2 separate regions of the Canis lupus genome follow, and region 2 is linked to region 1. The links are chromatin contacts, called in public Hi-C maps. All regions are on one chromosome and are shown on one strand. The core of a region is the stretch at or near the end of the contact, and the rest is flanking DNA. Distances in the headings are between cores, read along the strand shown. Region 1 holds the start of SMIM15 (small integral membrane protein 15). Region 2 has its middle 12 kb from the start of ZSWIM6.

What was found. Hi-C and Micro-C count contacts between places; a contact is called where the count stands out from the background.
Region 2: a Hi-C map of blood shows a contact between it and region 1, with 1.6 times the contacts expected there. The contact joins the enhancer-like site here to the promoter of SMIM15 in region 1. A contact is called at or near these places in 2 of 9 Hi-C or Micro-C datasets (amygdala and blood).

The regions. Positions count from the first base shown.
Region 1 is chr2:46,898,701-46,903,779 of UU_Cfam_GSD_1.0, forward strand. It overlaps SMIM15 (small integral membrane protein 15), which reads right to left and starts at 3,274. Exons shown (of 3, transcript XM_038530690.1): 1 at 3,128-3,274; 2 at 1,510-1,636; 3 at 1-638. The coding sequence starts at 1,611. The coding sequence ends at 402. It overlaps LOC102151620 (a long non-coding RNA gene), which reads left to right and starts at 3,254. Exons shown (of 8, transcript XR_005355580.1): 1 at 3,254-3,551.
Region 2 is chr2:47,042,146-47,047,406 of UU_Cfam_GSD_1.0, forward strand. No RefSeq gene overlaps it. Among named protein-coding and RNA genes, the nearest start is that of ZSWIM6, 12 kb to the right of the region's middle. Within about 2 kb of position 1,651, at least 6 of the 20 cell types and tissues checked have an H3K27ac peak or open chromatin away from gene starts, as enhancers often do. A contact at or near this core is called in blood, where this site is marked.

The DNA of each region.
Region 1 (5,079 bases), core at 2,024-4,523:
TCACCTCAGGACAGTTTTGACTATTACATCCTCAATTCCCTTCGCCCAGAACAGAACCCTGTTCTAAGCCATTATTTGAATAGAGTTCATAATGTATAGTCATTCTTCACCACCGGATGTTTTCATTTCAGAACATAAGCTGCCAAATGGCAAGTGACTAAGTCAATTATAAAGAATTTATAGCATAATAAATGCCAATTTACAGTAACTGTCATCAGACTTCTACACCAAAACCTAAAAGTTGCTGCAGTAGAGGTGACAACATGATTCTTCCATGAACTCAGACTTTGTTTACAACAAATTATAGCCATAAAAACCAGAAAAGAAACCTTTGTGGGCCCTTCCAATGCTGCATAATTTTCAAAATGATTTTCCTCTGGTTATACAGCCTGTTCATTCCTTCAATCCTTTTTTAGTCGTTTAGCTTTTGCAATATTTTCTTGACGTTTTTGTTTCTTCTTTTGCTCCTTTTCCCTGGCCTCAATCATCTTGGCCAATTTCCAGGACAGTACTGCACTTGCTAGAAACAATGGAGTAAGGGCCAAGATAACCGTCGTAAGGAAGCCATACGGGTCCTTTGCAGCCCATTCCACAACATACTCAGCCCAAGCCTTTATATCAAACATCTTTGTGGCCGTCTTCAGAAAAGGGAAGAGGGGGGCAACAAGAGAAAAGACTATGTGGTTAATCAAATTTTGAAAAAGTTACATCATACACTCAGTTAACTCGGAATTCTGTTGTAACTCATTAGGTTTTTGTTTTTGAAAAACCATCCATTAGTACTATTTTAATACGGACTGTTATCTCCAGTTAAGAAAAATAATTCAACTAGGGTAACACTTAAAAGTGTAAAGGTATAGAAGATAAAAAGTAAAAACCTTGTGGAATCTGTGTTCAGAAACGGCCAATTTTCTTTAGCAACAGACTTTTTAAAAAGAGTCCTGAGTCTTAAGCGCTCCTTCCAGGAAACAGCTGAATCGTGTTTGGTATTTTTTGACACAGACTTAGTATTATTAAGTACTAATTAACAAAAATACGATTCACCAAATTTGGTGTTTGAAAAGGACAAGCCACAGAATACATGAAAAGGTTGAGAGGAAGGTAATGAATGCATGGCTGTTTCCAGGGATGAAAAGGAGAGATGGTATGGGAGGCATGATTAATATCCACATTCGTGTGCAAAGAGACATAAGCAAAAAAAAGGACATGCTATCTTATGCCCTCTTTCCTCTCTAAAGATTCCTACTTGAGGACATAATTGAATAAATGAAAAAATTACCCATAACAGGTGCCAAGCATTTTGTTCCACTCTGAGTTGGTATGGGACGGCCATCTGGTAAATACGGATGGTGTGGATCTGAGTGACATTTTCTATTTTGCCCCAGAGGCTGATTTTCAACCTTTCGTGTTTGGGTCAACCTCTATTCAAAGGTGAAAATTAAGAATACTTGGGTAGGAATGGGTGTACATACATGCACAATTTTGGCTGGGATATAAAAAGCCATCTACCTTATGCTTGAGTAGTTCTTTCCAACTTTGTCCTGGAATTACTGGTGAGCCAATTACAGTGTCAGATGACTCTTGCTTGTCTGTCGTCTTTAGTTCTACCATACACTTGTGAGAGAAAGTTTAAATTCTGTATTGAAAACAGATAAGAGGGAAAAAAGTCAACTTTTAGGATAATTGTGAAAATTTCAAATAGACTATTTTGAAATCCTACCTATGCAACCTATAAATGACATGTAAAATTGCCTAGCACACTATACACATTAGAACCTATTCTTTCCTAATTTTTTTTTAGGTTTTATTTATTTATTCACGAGAGACACAGAGAGAGAAAGAGAGAGGCAGAGGCACAGGCAGAGGGAGCAGCAGGCTCCATGCACGGAGCCCGACATGGGACTCGATCCCGGGTCTCCAGGATCAAGCCCTGGGCTGAATGCAGACGCCCAACCTCTGAGGCACCCAGGGGTCCCCTCTTCCTAATTTGAAGAAAGAATCCATGACAACTGCAAATGCCCTCTAAGAAAATCCTAATTACTGGTATAATTACAACTATTTTACTAAATTACTTCAAAATAAAACTATGAGGCTCACTGACATATAAAGAGAAAAATGAGTTCACTGATAAGTTACAGCATATCCGTTCCCAGGTTTTGAACTTTTTTTTTTTGGTCACTCTACTACACAATTCGTGTTCTTCACAGAAACCAAAGGAAAATACACATCATCACCCACAATCCCTTCACCTCCAAAAAAGTACCACAGGGGCAGCCGGGGTGGCTGAGCGGTTTGGCGCCGCCTTCGGCCCAGGGCGTGACCCTGGAGACCCAGGATCGAGTCCCACATCGGGCTCCCTGCGTGGAGCCTGCTTCCCCCTCAGCCTGTGTCTCTGCCCCTCTCTCTCTGTCTCTCATGTGCCACAGGCTTTACCATCCCTCCACCGGTCGCTTCATACTCAAACGTTCAAGTGCCGGTAGGGCCCTGTTAACGGGCCTGGCCTCCGCCCCCTGCCTGGGATTCTCGGGCCCACACGGAGGTCCATCTGTTGGTTCACAACTTCTCCAGCACGGTCACGAACTGACTAAGGCAAAATTCAGTGACAATCGAAGAAACTTTGAGAAGAAGAAAAATAAAAGAGTAACGCGGAAGTGAAGGGCCGGGCTCGTGGCAAAGTTCTAGCCACTAAGACAGAAAAGCCACGGCCCAGAGGCCGCCACGGCCCAGAGGCCGCCACGGCTCCCGGGCGCTTGCACGCGACCCAAACCCGCGAGGCCCCCGCCTCGGAGAAGTCAGTCATACTCTCCTCCCCCCGTGAGGGGTCGAGCCCGGCTTCACGTCCGCCCAGCCCCGCGCGGCCCTGACGGTGCGTGGCCGCCGTCAGCACGTCGCGTCCATCCTCGGTGGGGTCCTTTCTCCCTCTAGTTCCCTCACCCCATCCGGCCGCCCGCCCCAGGGGGCCACGTTAGCTCGCCCAGCGGCCTCGGCGGGAATCCGAGAGCGGGCGGGTCCCGGGCATCCGGGCGTGGTCCCGCCGCAGCTCGGGCCTCCTCCGGGCGCGCGGGCTGGCCCGGCGCCCCCCTTCACGGCCGCGACCGCGGGCTCAGACCCCCGACTCCCAACTCACCTCCAGGCCGGAAGCAGGAAGGCGGAAGCCGCGGCTGGCGCGTCCCGCCCCCCGGCCGGCCCCAGCCCGCAGGGGGCCCGAGGAAGTCGAGGGGCCAGTTTCCGGCGGCGCCATTGCGGTGCGGGTCCCGGGACCCCGGCCTGCGGGGCTCGCGGGGGCGGGGCGGCGCCCGGGGCAGCGAGCGGCGGGTGAGGCCTCTGCGGGGAGCCCGAGTCCGGCGCCTCCTGCGGGGGCCCAGGGGCGAGGTGGAGGCGCGGGAGGACGCCGGGAGCCGCGCCGGGGCGCCGCGGGGCGTCCGTCTCTGCCCCCGAGGTCAGCCAGGAGCCGGCGGTTGGTGCAGGGCCCCGACGGGTGAGGTCTGGAGCCCCTGGAAACACCCCCCGGACCGGTAGCGCTTGGTCTCCACAAGCCGCCCCGAGCCCAGGTGAGGGTCACCGAGCGACCGTCGGAGGATCCGGGCGAGCCCGTCCTCCCGGGCCACCCCGCCCCAGCCCCTGCCTCTTCTGGTTGGACAGGACCGCAGGCCGGGAGCCCGACCGTGGTGGATCCCCTGGACCTTGTTCCTGAGGGGAAATGCAAGCAGGCTGTGCGAAGAGGGGGTTTTTGTGGTTTGTTTTGAATTTGAGACCCTAACTCCTTTCACACCACACACACACACACACACACACACGAAATGCTCCGTGCTTGCCCCAAAGTGAACTCGGCCAATGAACCGTCTGGGCGTAGAGTTCCGGCAGAGATGCTTGCTCTTTCAGTACACGAATCCAGGGATGCAAAAGTCAACCAGCAGAAAGAGCCACTTTAACACTGTCTTCTAATCTACAGGAAACTGAGGGATTAACTCTGGTTTGGTTGGTGACCAGGTTTTGTGATTGCTTGCACTGAGCTGCTCGCTCTCTCTGCCGCTTGCTCGCGAGTGTTGCAAGACCTCTTCACTTTCATGTGCCAAGTAAAGCAGGTTTTTATTCTTGAAAGACTATAGAACGTTCTCTTTGAGGAGCAAGCTGTGACATGCATAACTAGTTTAGATGGAACAGCAGTAACTATTATTTACCAGGCAACAGGCTTTTTGGCAAAAAAAACTAAACTACTGTCCGTCGGGCATACGTTAATGTTTGTGTGTTGTGTTAGCAGCAGTTGTTTTCTTACTCATTCTTGTTTGGAAACGTGGGTGATGGTTTCAGAGCTTATGCTGCTTGGACCCCGCCTGTACCTGTAGTAGCTGGAAGGAGCAGACTCAGCCACTGGATTGTGTATACAGAAAACTTTACTTGCTAGAAATCACTGACTATGTGATTTCTAAAAACTTGCTCAAATAGTAGTTCCAGGCAGGGTCAGAATGCATTTTAACGTCCTTCAGTGCAGAGGCAAGGTGTGCGTGATTTTTTTTTAATCTTGGATCCGCAGTATACCCAATTACCGCCTTCCCAGTAGTTTGCTCTGCTGCTTCTCCTGTTAAATGCATTGGAGTCTTGGGCTGCAAGAAAAGATGCATAAGAAGTAAGCTCTATAGCTGGTTGTAGTCTAGACCTTGCCTTCACAGCCTAATACTGCTTACCTAGTTTTCAGCGCCAGGATGCAAGCCCAGGAATAGCATAGGGGTTGCCAGGGATGAGCCCCTTAATGCAACCTGCAGTGCCTTAATGAAACGTGGTGTGAAGGGGACGCCTGGGTGGCTCAGCAGGTGTCTGCCTTCGGCCCAGGGAGTGATCCTGGAGACCCGGGGTCGAGTCCCACATCGGGCTCCCTGCATGGAGCCTGCTTCTCCCTCTGCTTGTGTCTCTGCCTCTGCCTTTCTGTGTGTCTCTCATGAATAAATAAATAAATATTAAAAAAAGAAAAAGAAAAGAAAAAGAAAGAAAGAAAGGTGGTGTGAAGGTTCAGGTACTGTGCGCTGTTTTCTGTAGTCAGGAGTCCTAGCTTGTGAGTTGAGGTTCCCAGGCCTTGTCTCT
Region 2 (5,261 bases), core at 401-2,900, 140 kb after region 1:
GCGATGCAAGTGGGTTAAATCACTTCCTAAGACGTTGCCAACAGCGCAAATATCTGCATTTAGCAACACATGCAACCGAAAAGTGAACTGAAAATATTCTCCAAGTTTCTTCCCCCTTGGAATAGTGATTCCTGCTATTTTACTGTCTCCCCCGAGGCTCTCGGGGATCTTGGGTAAAGTGGGCTAGGTCGGTCTCCCTGGCCGGCAGTGTGGGTAGACTTAAGTGGGTACTCCAATGTGAAGCTGTACTTTCTGTGCAATTCTTAACAGTTTTATTGCCAACCCTCCTCAAGACCATTTTTCTGCTCATGCATATTCTTCTTTATACCAGTGGGAGTGGGAGGTGAAATTGTCCAAAACTCAGTCTTAGAATCTTTTTCTTTTTTTCTTCTTTCTTTCTTTCTTTTTCTTTCTTTCTTTCTTTCTTTCTTTCTTTCTTTCTTTCTTTCTTTCTTTCTTTCTTTCTTTCTTTCTTTCTTTCTTTCTTTCTTTCTTCTTTCTTCTTTATTTCTTTCTTTTCTTTTTCTTTCTTTTTTTTCTCATCCTGAGCTACTTCAAAATGTATATAAAGTAAAATGCAGAACTCCAAAACCCTGTTTCAGCCTGAAATGAAGCTCAGTTGGCTTGGCTGGGCTGTGGGCTCCTTCACCAGCAGAAGAGCCTGCACCGGCTAAGAGATGTGGACGCTGCAGGGATGGGACCCATGGGAAACGAACACTGATTCTTTCCTCCTCTTTCTTTCTTCCTTCCTTCTCCCCCTCCTCCCTTTCTCTCTCTCCTGCCTTTCCCCTCTTCCTTTCTCTCTTCTTGGATGGCAGCTCCATCTTCCAAGGAATAGGTCTGAGAGCAAAGGGAGAGGCCCAGTAGGGAAGAAGAAGACTACAGAAACTTTTCTTGTGACTGCGTCCAAACTGCCAATAAAAACACTAAAGTTTGGAGATCATGTTGATAACTGGGCGGGAAATCAGGACGGTACAGAAGCTTAACTTATTTTCTAGGCAAGATAATTCTGTTTGCTTTTGATCCGTTACCTGAGTTCCTGCAGGAACACCTGGCCCACTGGCAGCTGTGTGTTCTAAAGGGAGGGTGCAGCCGTCAAGTACACTCTCAGTTCCCTGAGTACCACAGGGTTTATCTGAATCCCAGAATATCTCTGATCTTCTAAGATCCAAATTTCCCTTCAAGCCGATGTTTGTCTTTCATTTGGCTCCTAATTAGCATTCAGGTTTCAGCCCAAGAGTGAGCCGGGAGAGGCAGAAGGTCTCCCTTGGTGGTGACCCTTGCTGTCATCCTCCTACAGTGAACTCATAGGGACTGTTCTGTGATTTTCAGCTTCGCTCTGTGCTGCGAGGTCTGTGAATGTTTAGTTGACAATACGTGTGCGCCTCTCTCATTTCCTGTTTTTAAGGGCTGCACTTAATTTATTTGAAAGGGTGGAATATTTCAAATTACAATTCAGCAGTTTTGCTAAGGAAGGCTGTAAAACACAATGAGCAAGGAGTTTTACTTCCTCCTTACAATTGCTACTCCCCTGTTTTGAAATCTTGATTTCCTCCAATCTGGGAATGACTTTAACTTAGGCGTTAGCACTTTGAACGGCAACCAAGCCATGGCTGGAGCTGTAGAGGGGCAAGGGATTCCTGCACACTATAATTCCATTTTTCCAGACGCCTTATTAGTACCCGGAATGTGTCTGCCTATGCTTGATATTGTTCTATCATGCTGAGTCCCCCTCCCCCAGGCACAGCCTTTGGATTGGCCACAGAATCCGGCCGCTCAGCCAATCGAGCGAATCCTTTCTCCTGCAACCCTAGCAACACCTGACAATGGTCATTGACAAATGTTAAGAGAAAAATCCCTGACAAGTCCAACCAGCCATGAAAGTGGTTGCTGTCGAGGGCAAACTGGCTAGTCCTGCCCACAGAGCACTTTGTGTGGCCGGAGGACTTCGTGGTTTGCGCCAGACCTGTAAAAACAGAACCTGTTTGTGGACGCCTACCTCAATCTGCGGCCACTTAGGGGAGGCCGCGTCGTTGGCCAAAGCCATCGGTGGAGCTGGGATCCGGGGTGTGTGTGCGTGTGTGTGCGTGTGTGCATGTGTGCATGTGTGCGTGCTGCAGGGGCGGGGAGAGGGTGGAGGTGAAGGTGGTGGTGTGTCATCTTCTCCCACACCAGGCCAACCTCCGTATCCACCAGAATATTTTCAGCGGTTGGAGAAAGAATCCACAGAAAACTGGCTCCAGGGTCACGCTTCTGTCTGTGCTGGTAATTTGTTCCTTAGGGCAGGGCAAGAGGAGCATTTTCTGAGGGCGGCAAGACACCTGGCTGCGTCCCCAGTGGCACAGTTCCAAGCCTTCTGGCTACCCATCTTTCACCTCCCAGCCAGGCTCTGAACCCTGTTGGGGTGCAGTTGGCCCGTCTGGCTCACCGGAGGGCACACTGGGACACTCCTCTCAGGAGGCCGCTGGACCTAAATGAGCTCTCACTGCTCTCTGGGAGGCTCCAAGACCGGGGGGATCTGTAGGCAGACCTGGCAAAGGCTGGAGTGGAGGAGGGGGCAGGGAATGGAGAACAAGAAAGGGGACCTGCCAAGAACATGCACAGACAATTCATACGCAAACGCATGTTCCCACAAAGACATAATAGCTGTGTGTATATGATACCCGCCTGAAGTCCCCTTACGCGATCATTCCAGTTAGTCTAGCCACCTTGGAGGCATATTTCAAACCCTGGTTGAGTAATCCATTGTGTGGTGATTAGCTGTTAATGAAGCTGAAAATACCTAAATCATCCAACAAGTAATCTGAATTAATTTTTTCTTTTCTTTTTTTTTTTTGGTTACACTGCTAGACAGTGTCAAGTCAAAGACCTGGGGATATATACAGACATCTGCACGCACACACAGATAGAACACACACACACACACACACACACACAGTCATACACATAGCTAGGCCTAGGTAAGAGGGACAGAGGTGGAACAAGGCAGGGAAAAGAAGGGAAGGGAACTTCAGGGACAGACACGAATTGAAGAATGTGAAACTTAAGATGTTCATTCATTGCTCCCCACCCACACCCCAGAGCCCCTCTCTTTATGAGCACCACCCCGAGTGCCTGTCCTGAATTTAATTTTCCCTGGGGGTTGAGGGAGGGGTTGGCAGTCGGTTTTAGTTCCTTGGGATTATAAATTGATAATGGCTGTCAGCCTTAGCCTTCCAGGGGGTATTGATACTTTTCAAAGGGGGCTCATTAAGGTCCAAAAGAACCAAATCTCTAAGAGGTGAATTGTAAATTGAGAGAAATATCTTCAGTCTGGAGACAGAGCCTTACTCAAACACATTTTTAAGGGAGATGCTTCTGGATATTCCTCAGGCAAAATTACAGGCAAGGAAAAGTAGTTGGAGTGGGGTAGGTAAGGTGGGGAATTGCAGGGGTGAGCCATCCATCAGGTGCCGCAGGCTGGACTTCCATGCAGCAAGGAAGCAGGAGTTGGTGTTAGAATCTTCCATGCTGGGATCCCTGGGTGGCTCAGTGGTTGAGCATCTGCCTTTGGCCCAGGGTGAGATCCTGGAGACCTGGGATCTAGTCCCACATCGGGCTCCCTGCGTGGAGCCTGCTTCTCCCTCTGCCTGTGTCTCTGCCTCTCTCTGTGTGTCTCTCATGAATAAATAAATAAAGTCTTTAAAAAAAAAAAAAAAAGAATCTTCCATGCCTGTCCTCCAGGGAACTTGGAACCTTTGTGGTGACATAAGATATGGAAAAATTACAATGAGGGTTATTATAGAATGTATTAAACACCAAGCTTTATATAGCCATAGACGTGCACGTGGTTCTCAGTTTCTGAAAGAAATGAAGCCATTCTGAGAGGAGGTAAAATTGTGGACTTTGGCAAACAAACAATTTTCTTCCTTTCCCAGATTTTTCAAGTTTTGTTATTACTGGTCAAGTTTTCTGTCGGTATGAGCAACTATCAACTACCAAGATTATGGAACAACAGCAATAAAGAGCAACATCACGTGCTTATTTGCTGCTCTGGAAGTTAAGAAATTAAAAAATATAAGTATCATTTACTCATGAAACAGAGAAAGAAAAAAATAAAATTGACCCTGCATATAGTAATATTCCTTGTAACCCAACATGCCAATGTGCCAGAAAGAGCCAGAGCCTTATACAATATCTGAAGCTTTCTGAAGGTATGTGGAAGGAGGAGGTAAAGGTTCTTTCTCACTTAGACTGGACAGTTCATGCTCCACAGTTTGAACTTGCCTTAAGGATAAACCAAGAGCCTGCACCTGGAACAGGGCATGTTTATCTTTAAAACATGGCACAAAAATAAGCATTTGTTGGTGACACAGAAACACTGCCTCCAAATCAACATTCTCTCAACTCACAGATACTATCAAAGGAGAAAAACTCCAGAACCCCAAGAGAAACCCGTCCCCCTCCTCTTAATCTCCACGAGATCATTGTTTCCTATTTCCATGGTAACCAGAAGACTCAAAATTGCCAAAACTTGAGAGACACTTCAGACGAAAGCCAGAAAAAAAAAAAAATTAACAAGAGACAAATGTTGCAGACAGCATGTATGACAGTGTGCAAGTTTTTGAAATTTGGGAAGATTTTATTTCTTTGCTCGGAATAATACAAGGGTGTCCAGAAAGTAGCAGTGTAGTTTCTTGCCGTGCTGCTACATGTTCATTGGTTCATTGAGTAGATTTTATTCTTTTCTTGAAAGGAAAGGAGAGACCTGGGGGCCTTGACAGCAATTAAGTGAAGGTAAGCTGTGAGGAATTGGTCTCCTGGCAAGCCTTCATGTTAACCATGATGAGGAGGCCTCGTTCCCTTCCTCCACGGAGTGAACCCATATTTATGGGGCATCTCTTATTTTCTAGGTAATCTATTCTACACACAACTAAGTGAAAGGCTTGCAACGGTGATGAGGGCTCCTAGGAGAAGTGCGGGTGACTAGTAGTGTGGAAGAAGCAGAGCTGACCCGCCAGAGCGCCAGGCCCTCCTAAGGAAGTGTGATTAAGCTGAGTAGGAGGAAACTGGGCAGTGGTTGCCGGGCCTGGGGAGGGAGAGCATTCCAGGCAGTGGGAACTCTTGGGCAGAGGCCCTCCGAAGGAAGTGAGCCTTGAGTGTTCAAGGAACTGAAAGCAGGCCTGAGCAGCCTGTGTTGGCAGAACCCGAGAGTGAGAGGAATGGACTTGGGTCAAGGCCAGTTGGAGACGTGAACAGGAGCCAGGTCATTCCCCGGCGCT